Linked DNA regions of Mus musculus: region 1 is linked to region 2. Evidence: chromatin contacts called from public Hi-C data. All regions are on one chromosome and are shown on one strand. Each heading gives the region's core, a stretch centred on a gene start, on an enhancer-like site or on the middle of the called end of the contact. The rest is flanking DNA. Distances are from core to core; before and after follow the strand shown.

Region 1 (5,071 bases), core at 2,314-4,813, 36 kb after region 2:
CTATTTCAGAAGACCGAGGTTTGATTGCCAGCACCCATACGTCTAGGGGAGTGGAGATTGTCTAGCCTCCAAGGGCAATGCATGCATGGAGGCAATACAGGCAAAACATTCAAACGTGTGAGAGTTCCAGGCTAGCCAGATGGCAATGGTCCCAGCACCCTGGATACACAGACAGGCATATCCTTGTAAATTTGACGCCACCCTTGTCTACAGAGTGAATTCCAGGATAGCCAGAGCTACATGGAGAAACTCTGTCTTGAAAAACAAAAACAAAGAAAGCAAAAGAACAAAACCAAACAAAAACCCTGGCCAAGCCAGGTCTATACAGTAAAGACCCTATCTCAAAACAAATAAATGAACATCAACAAGTATTAATTTTTAAAAAACTTTTGAGCATCAATGAATATTAATTTTTTAAACTTTTCACTGAAAATCTTCAAGTCTATAGAACATGATATAGACTCCCCCTGCTGGTGTCCAATAGCAGCAGCTCCATGGTGATACCAACAGAATTCCTAACGGCAATGAAAGTCAAATGACTTAACCAACTAGTTACTCTTTAGGTTTTGGATGCTTCATAGTAGATCTGACTATGAGCCAACAAAAAGCTACACTAACAGGGGTTGTTCCTACTGTAATTGCAGAGAGAAAAGTTAGAATGAGATAATTTATATGTTTTTATTGTGTGGCTTTTTTTAGTATTTTTTTTTTCTTTCCTAAATGGATTTCTCATAGTTTTCATTGTGGTTCAGTTTGGGCAGAGGTTGGGGGGTACTGAGGATCAAATACAAATTACTTTAATCTGAACCTTTCAAAAGAAGTTAAGAGACCATAAATACAACCTTTACCTGAGATGATGAATCAAACATACCTAAAAGTCAAATGGTTCGGGCCTGATGTGGAAAGAGACCTGTTTCAATTATTGGCATAAAAATACTTACAAAATGATAGCTAATACCTTTACCAGGTGTGGTGGCACATGCTTTTGATTCCAGCACTAGGGAGGCAGGCAGAGCTCTATGTTGGAGGCCAGCCTAGTCTACATAGTGTGTTCCAGGCAGCCAAGACTACATACCTTGTCTCAAAAAAAAAAAAAAAAAAAAAAAAAAAAAGAATCTGGCCATACTTGTAAGCCTAAGCAATTAAGAGGTTGACACAAGTCCAAGACATAGCCCTCAGAAAGCTAAAAACACGTGAATACATTTTTATTTCAACAAAACATTTTTTAAAAATTTCCTTAACAGCAACTTGTACCTAACCTGATTTGATTAAAAACGTAACAGGTGAAATGACTGAAACTTTTATAGCAATGAAGATAAAGGCATGGTTATTATCTGACAACGGTTTTAAAAGCAAGAAAACAGATGCCAGAGGATACAGTTTATGATGTGGGCTGGGGAGGTGGTTCAGTGGTTAAGCACTTGTTCCCAAAAATCATGAGGACCAGGGTTTAGATCCCGAGAACCCACATATATGTAGCATAATTTCAGCCTTGGAAGGCAGAGAGGGGAACGGTAGAGAAAGCTGGCTAGCGAGAGTAGCCAATGGGCAAGCCCTGGATTTGACTGAGAGACCCTGCCTCAATGAATTAGGTGCAAAGTGCTGGAAGATGATCCTCGATGTTAACCTCTAGTCTCCACATGCACGCCCACCCCTACACACACATGCACCCATACACATGCAAACATGCAGATACACAGATGCACGCTATACAAAAGTAAATAGAAGGAAAAAAGTTTACGATGTGAATCACTAATCTTGACAGGTTAAAGTAAAGAATTAGTAATGTTAAAAAATATGTTGCTAATACAGTGCTAAACTGATTTTAAATTGGGAGATTCCACTTTGCTATTCATAATTCTGGATGCAGTAACTGCTCTATACTAAATTTTCTCTACCTCAAATATATTTACTGTATGGGAGAACGTTCCTAGTAATAACAGAAGTCCCAGCATGCATTACCTTGTCCTGAAGGATTTGCTGCCATCTTCCTATTCTGGGTCAATTATATTCAGTGGCCACTGATCAGGACTTTACAATCATCTGTAAAAAAATTTTTGTGCACACATAAAATGCACTGGCCTTAAATTACAGACTCAAAAAAGAACAGCTAGGCTGAGTTTGGTTTCTTAGTCTCTTAAGAAAGATACACGTAAAAAACACAGACTTAAATCAGAAATTTAGCTCTGCAAATTCCTCATGCACTTCATTAAATGAACATTTTTTTTTTCTAGGACTTAAGTTGTTAATACCAACATTTAGCATAACTTTTAATTTACATCATCAAGATGTATTTACCAAATATATCAACCTTTTGTAAAGTATCCACATAATCAGTGCTAGGAAGAAAAATAAAATTCTATAAAAAGCACTCTCCGTTCATTTAAAAAACAAATTCCAGCATTTGCTGTGCTGGTGAAAGAAAGAAGGAAAGAAAGAACCAACCAACCTAACAAGTATCTACTCTGCGCCATATATTGTGTAAGATGTGTCCCCAAAAATGTTTTTTAATGAGCATTTTTATGTACGTGGAGGCCAACAGTCACAAAACTAGTAAGGAAACCTGGACTCCTGGTTCCTTTGTGTGTGTGGTGCATGTGTGAGCAGGGCAGGAAAAGGCATCAGATGCCTTGTGCTATCACTCTCTACCTTCTTCCCTTGAAAACAGGGTCTCTCACTGAGCCCGGAGCTAGGCTGCCACCCTCACCGATCCTCCGTCTCTGCCTTCCCTCAGCTCTGGGGTGCAGGTGTCTGTCTTCGGCCATGGATGCCGGGAGATTCCAACACAGACCCTAATGCTTGGGCAAGTGCTCTTACCGGCTGAGCCACCTCTCCAACCCCAAGCCTGCTCATCTCTAAGTTTAGAAATAAAAGTTTTGCATTTGGCCACGCCGGAATCACAAGACAAACTCCTCGACCCTTGAGTTTCATTCAAGTAATCACACGGGATTGGGGATGGAGGGGGCGGGGGAAGGAAAACTAATTTAACAAATGTGCTCTTTAAAAACGTGACCGCGCATAGCGGTAATTCCAGCCCTCTGGAAGATGAGGCAGAAGAACCCCGAGTACCCGGCCAACCAGGGCTACACAGCCCGACCCTGACTCAAAACAAAACAAGGCGCGAACGGGATTGCGGAAGTAGAGAACTATTGTTGAGCGAAGACACGAGCTCTAAGCAGATGCCGGGTGGAAAGGACTCGCGTCTCCCACGGCTGGGGCTGGAGCACGGCATGGGCGAAGCCGAGCTCGTACCGAAGGCTATCAAGGCCACCCTGAGAAAGGGTCAGGGTGACCCAGGAGTCCCCGCCCGCGCGCGGGGTGGGCGAAACCCAACGGGAAGTGAGAAACCCTCGCACACTATGCCGCGCGAGGCCGCTGCCCCGTGGCCAGCGTTCGGGCCACCCTTCTCTTGGCGTCACCAGTCCTTTTTACTTACCCGGAATGCGAGGAGCCTGGAGAAAGCTCGCTGTCCGGTCGCAGCCGTGCAGGGGGGCGCGCCCACGCAGAACCCGGCGAGAGTGCAGCAATGCACCGCGCTACAACCTTCCCGCCGGCACCAACTTCCGCCTCCTGACTGACGGGCCCCCTGGAAGCGGAAGTCCCGCCTATCGACTGGACGCAACGGACGCTACCCCAAGTGATTCGTAGTTTAAGCGTTTCTTCGGCCGGAAAGGGTTTCCCTTCCGAAGAATGACAGTCGAAGAGGCTCACGGGAGATGCAGGCCGTACAATTGGGGGCGGAGCCAAACGCTGATTGGCAGGAATAGAGCAGGGTCCCTAGCACCTAAATTGATTCTTTTTTTTTCCCCTTCAGGTTTGCAGGAGATTAGCTGTCTGTCTGTCTGTCTGTCTGTCTGTCTGTCTGTCTGTCTGTCAGGATTTATTTAACCCTGATGTTAATCCACTTCAGTAGAGCTTCAGAGGGAGGTTGAGCACACTTTCAGGTTTTAACAACCATCCCAGGAATATTTTTGTTGTTTACCGTCTGAGTCAATAATTATACACAAGGTGAGCACTAAATAGGTACAAGTTTTCACTAGTGTGCATAATCTGAATTTTAAAAATGAAAGTGTCGGCTGAGAGCAGTGAGGCATGCTTTTGATCCCAGCACTCTTGGAGGCAGAGACGGATCTCGGATCTCTCGAAGTTTGAGGCCATCCAGGTCTGCATAGCAAACTCCAGGACAGTCAGGATTACACAGAGAAACCCCCGACTCAAAAGCAAACAAACAAAAGAGTGAACGCCACACCAAGATGCTACTGGAAGTTACCCTATGCTGCATAGCCTCACGCTAAATCCAGACGTTTACCTTAAGACGTAAAAGCGTTTGCCAGGCGGTGGTGGCGTGGGGGGGGGGGGGGGGGGGCAGAGCCAGGCATAGCTCTATGAATTCAAGGCCAACCTTCAAAGCGAGTTCCAGGACAGCCAGGGCTACCCAGAGAAACCCTATTTGCAAACAAACAAACAAATAAACAGAAATGCAAAAGACATAAATATGTTTTAAGGTGTATTTGTTCTGTGATTATCAACCACTCTCCACAACTTGCACCTGTGCTCTTAATTAATATTTGGGATGTTGGAGATGTAGCTAAATTGGTAGAGTCCTTGTCTAGGACACAGGAGGCCCTGAATTTGATACCTCACACCACATAAAATTGGGCATGGTAGTGTATACTTCTTAATCCAGCCTTGGGAATTTAGTGGGAAGAGGATCTTTTGTCCAAGGTATGTAGCTTGAACAAGGAACATAGCAAGTTTAAGGTCAGTATTGACTACTTAAACCTTATTTCTAAAATAATAATTGATGTTTGCTAATGTTTACAATGCACAGTCCAGGACTGAAACAGTAAGTTCAATACCAAAGATTTACTTAGTTCACAGAAAAAAAAAATTGTTGCATGTTTTCCACGTGCTAGGTGCTTGCTCTACATTAGTTTATGCCTTCCTGTGATTTGTATATGGGAAGCAGAGGTGTTACTACATTGTATCCAGCAATGAGCTGAGCTAAAACCCCAAAACTCTACCAAATTCTTAACTTCTGAATATTGTCTTTGCCCTAGAATAGCAGTTT
Region 2 (4,883 bases), core at 1,097-3,596:
ATATCTGATTTGACATAAGGGCCACTCCACACGATGGAACCCTTACTGACACCACTTAGTTGACCAAGAATCAAAGAATAGATAGCCCGGGGACCTAGGGTAAGACCAAATACTCCTGTTCTGAAAACAACAACAACAAAGGTATCAATAAAATGACTCCTAATGATATTCTGCTATACACAGAGCTAAGTGTCTTGCTTAACCATCTGCCGAGAGGCTTTCTCCTACAGCAGATGGGAATAAATAAATACAGAGACCTACACCCAGGCCTTATGCAGAGAGTGAGAGAGACCTTGGAACACTCGGCCCTAAATGGGTTATCTCCATCAAATCCCTCCCCTCAGAGATCAGAGAACCCTGAAGAAGAGGCAGAAAGAGTGTAAGAGCAAGAGGGGACTGAGGACATCAAGAAAACAAGGCCCTCTAAACCAACATGATCAAAAGCTCATGCAAAGACTATGGCAGCGTGCACAGGTCTGAGCCAGGTCCCTGCATGTGTGTTACAGCTTCCAGTTTAGTGGAAATCCTGAGGGTGCACATGAGTGGTCTGTGATTCTTGTGCCTTCCTGTGAGCTTTTCCTTCTGGTCCTTGTCCATCTCCAATGTGTTACTTTTTGTTCTGTTATATTTTATTATTATCCCTTGGAATCCTGTTTGTTTTCTAAAGAGGCAGAAAGAGGGTAGATCTGGTTGGGAGGGGAGGTAGGGAAGGACTGAGAGGATTGGAGAGGGGAAACCATAATCAGATATGTTATGTGACAAAAAAAAATCCATTTTAAATAAACGGAATCAGCTCAAGGTATGTAAATAGTTTAATTGCATCTCTCAAGTATATGGTTAATGTTCAATGAGGGTGAGCCTGTGGCTATAGAATATTAAGGAGCTGATTATGGTCACTTGGTCTCACAGTGTTTTCTGAGTCCATCGCCCCACAGGCTCATTGAGAAAATATAAATCAGTTAAGCATCAACTTTAATTCTCAGCAAACTCTGAACTCCAAGGGTTACTCCTGGTTTACATATGAAAATAGTTCATCTATAATTTGAGGATTTTATACATAAGACCACTGATGTCTTTTCTCCCCCAGTTGGCTGTATAGAACCTTCTGACACTATGGAAACTAGCCAGCAGGGAAGAGGTTTTCTGGTCAGTCATAAACTTATTTCTTTCTATCTGGCAAGTAAGTGGTCTCTTCAGCTGTATGTCCTTATCACATTATAATGGGCACCAAAGGATGCTGCCTGGAGCCGCGGGTCCTCTAGACCTAGGACTGTGCTGACCAGAATGACTCAGAGTGCTCATTCTGCCATTTAGATTTTCATGTAATGGTGCATTATTCCTGGGCCTGCTCCCCAAATGTTAATTAATAAGCCAGGTAGTAGTGGCACACACCTTTGATCCCAGCACTCAGGAGGCAGAGGCAGATGAATCCCTGGGTTTGAGGCCAGCCTGGTCTACCAAGGAATTCCAAGATGGCCAGGACAACACAGAGGAACCGTGTCTCAACCCCCACCCCCACGAACAAACAAATTTAAACAATAGAAGATATGTATATAATCAAATATGGAGGAGTAAAAAATGCAGCAAAAGTAGTTTTTATAGGAAAAATATAGGTTACTCTAAATGTTTATGTTATGAATAAAATACAAATATAAAAGGTATAAATCAATCAATAAATATGATGTTGAAATAACTTGAAAAGCAGGTCTGGGTTGGGCCTGGTGGCACACATGTAGTTTCAGCACTTGGGAGACTGGGGCCAAAGGATTGTGGCAAGTTCAAGGTCAGCCTCAGCCACGTAGTGAGTTCCAGTCTTCCCAGGCCTACTTCAAACATTCTGTCCCCCCAAAAAACAAAACAAATTAAAAAAAAAAAACAGTTTTAGATTCAGATGACAAGATAACAATTTGCAAGCAAGACCGGAAGACTTTCTGGAACGTAGCATACAGTAAGGTTATGCCTGAAAAGTGGGGTAAACTGGGTGTGGTGGTTCGTGCCTTTGCTGCTACACTGCGGAGACAGAGGCAGGATGATTGCGAGTTAAAGGACAGCCTGGAGTTTATAGTGAGACACTGCCTCATTTTTTTTTTAAGAAGAAAAGAAAAGGAATTAAGATTAAACAATATAAAAGAATGTAAAATGCCAAAAGCAGTAACAAGGGGCATATTACTGCCAACCTTACGAAAACCCAGAAAGGATTCTGTGAAGAACCACGTGCCAGACAGGGGAACGTAGATCAGAGGAACCAATTCCTAGGAGGATTCAAAAGAAGCAACTGCAAGAAAAACCACCCTCATAGCTTCCTTTGCCCTGGAGATCAGTCCCACCCTCTTGACCTTGTGGGCTGGCTCCCTGTGCGGCACTGCTCAGGGACAGGGACACAGCTGCAGCCCTTTCCTGTGTCAGCCATCTCTCACCAACAAACTTGCTGCTATTCTGCCTAAAATGCCTTCTCTTCTGTGAGTGTATTCGGAAACATTCTATGTGGTCTCACAGAATGAGTCCAAGTTCTGTCTCTGCCATTCCTAAACTCCGTCCCCCCTGTCACCTGGGTCCCATGGCCTTTGCATCTGTATTACAGTTCTGTGTTAGTTATGTTTCTGGTCGCCATGACCAGTCCCACACAAGGAGCCACTTGATGTAGAAAAACGGTAAGGAATGGTATCAGGGCAAGAGGCTTCTTATTTACAACTGAGTGAGTCAGGGCAGAGGAGTCCCCGCCCCTTTTTTCCCCTATTTCTGAGCCCCTGCCTTCATTTCTGGCATATGTGGTGCTGGGGACAGAATCCAGAGCTTCTGCATGCTGGGCAAGCAATAGACCTATTGAACTCCATTCCCAGCCCTCCTGTCCCCCTTTTTGATTCAGTCCTGGACCCCATGATTGGTGCTGCCTACAATGCCCTAGAAACACCTACACTAGTGCCCTGGCGTCCCTTAGTCCAGCTGAGGAGGAAGGTTAGCCACTGTGCTTTCCAGTGGAGGGATCTTCTCAGATTGCCTGCCACTGCCTCACATGGTCCCAAAGCTCCTTAAAGACGAGAGCTGCACAAATTCATGACCAGGTCCCCACCAGCACCAACAAGAAGCCGGAGTAGCTCGCCATCGGGGTTTGTGCTGACGAACGTGTCATGTCAATGACTTAATCTGAGTATCAGGAGCACTCCACACACATAGAACATTTTTCTTGGTTTCCATGAAATACTACACGCTTAATAAGGCAGTTCCAGAAGCATCGACCCACACAGGGTGTATTGCTTGCAATAGAAGAAGCAGCGCATTCTGGCCTGTTTCCAGACTTGTCAAATATTTCCCATTCCCAAGGTGTCTAGTCTCTTAAAAAAATTGCAAAAAGTAATTTTACTTTAACTATTGAGAGTCAGCTTACTGTGTCATATGGAGAAAGGCTGGCAGCAGCTTATAAACTTGGCTTCTGTCATGTAAGGATGACTGTGACTAATAGCTGTGACCTAGCAAGGCATGGCGACCCACACATGTAATCTCAGCATCCTGAACCGCGGAACCGCCTGGAAAAATACAGCCTTGACTGGCTTGTGCTACCTGCTACGTACCCCAGGCTGCCTGAGATCAGAGGGAGCTGCCTCCGTATGTAAAGTGTACATAATATAAAAGTGGACACTTGGACTTCTTTTTAATGTAATTTTTTCTACTTTTTTGAGGTTCCACACATAATATTGTGCTTATCATTTCCATCTCTCCTTACTGTGATTCCTCTCACCCCCTGCAACTCCTGTCATGTTCCAACTCCATCTCAAATTCATGACGTCTTCTCTAATTATTGGTGTGTGTGTGTGTGTGTGTGTGTGTGTGTGTGTGTTTTCTATGTGTCTATATTAGGAAACTCTGTGGTCTCACAAAATGGACTCAAATTTTGTACCTTTCTTTCACACACACATGTATATTACACACACATACATGATCTGCTGAGTCCATTTAGTGTTGCGTCTATGTGCATGTGTTAAGGACTGACACGTGGACCTATCTTGGAGCTCATCTCTAGAGCAGACTGATTCTCCCTCTCTCTGCAGCCATTTGTTGCCTGTAGCTCTTTTTCTAGGGGTGGGACCTTGTAGGATTTCTCCCATCCATGAGGTCTCCTTTAGAAGACCATTTATAAATGTGAGATTTCATGGGTACAGCTTCACTGTCCTATACAGAAGTACTACTTATCTCACAACAGACGCCCTGACCTCTGGCTCTGAGAATCTTCCCTTGCTCTTTTCCACGATGTTTCCAAAGCCTAAAGGGTAGAGACTGTATTGTATACATGTCACTTGGGGCTGGGGACCCCACAGGCAGCTCTCCCATTTTGTGGATTTCCGTGATGGTCTTCATCTGCTGCAAAGAGAAGCTGTTTTGATAAGGGATGAGAGATATGCTTAGCTGTGGCTATAAGGATAAGTATGTAGGCTGTGGTTAGAAATTACACTGGTTTAGGAAAATCACAGTAGTAGGTTCTCTGTGGGGTCCATGACCTCAGTAGCCATGGGTCATCAGCCATGGCTTTACATGGGTTTACAGCAGCAGGCATAATTCTCTCCCAATGATCTGGCATTAACTCCAGTTAGACACTCTTGTTACTTACCAGATAGAAGTGCCACTGCTGCACCCTTCAGATTCTTTGCCATGATGGTCGGCATTGAATTGTTCATTCATTTCTATTTTCATCCTTCCAAATAGAAACTCTGTATCACTAAATAATATAAAATAACACAGCTCTCCTTCCCTCTTTGCCCCAGCCCTGGCAACTGCTCCCCTGCCATCTGCCTGGGACTCTGCTTACTCGGGGTTCTGTCGATTAGGCGAGTCTTCACTGCGCTTTATGACTTACTTGTTCTCTGTGTCTGAAGTGGGAAAAGTGAGCT

Evidence for each region. Hi-C and Micro-C count contacts between places; a contact is called where the count stands out from the background.
Region 1: a contact with region 2 is called in a Hi-C map of large pre-B cells, with 1.7 times the contacts expected there. The contact joins the promoter of Inip here to the enhancer-like site in region 2. A contact is called at or near these places in 1 of 39 promoter capture datasets (macrophages), 1 of 484 Hi-C or Micro-C datasets (large pre-B cells), 4 of 115 datasets of contacts at active chromatin or transcription factors (embryonic fibroblasts and embryonic stem cells) and 2 of 9 other capture datasets (adipose tissue and liver).

The regions. Positions count from the first base shown.
Region 1 is chr4:59,780,292-59,785,362 of GRCm38.p6, forward strand. Inip (INTS3 and NABP interacting protein) reads right to left here and starts at 3,564. Exons shown (of 5, transcript NM_001013577.1): 1 at 3,437-3,564; 2 at 1,963-2,043. The coding sequence starts at 1,987.
Region 2 is chr4:59,745,060-59,749,942 of GRCm38.p6, forward strand. All of the region lies in intron 3 of E130308A19Rik (RIKEN cDNA E130308A19 gene), which reads left to right. Among named protein-coding and RNA genes, the nearest start is that of Inip, 36 kb to the right of the region's middle. Within about 2 kb of position 2,347, at least 7 of the 459 cell types and tissues checked have an H3K27ac peak or open chromatin away from gene starts, as enhancers often do.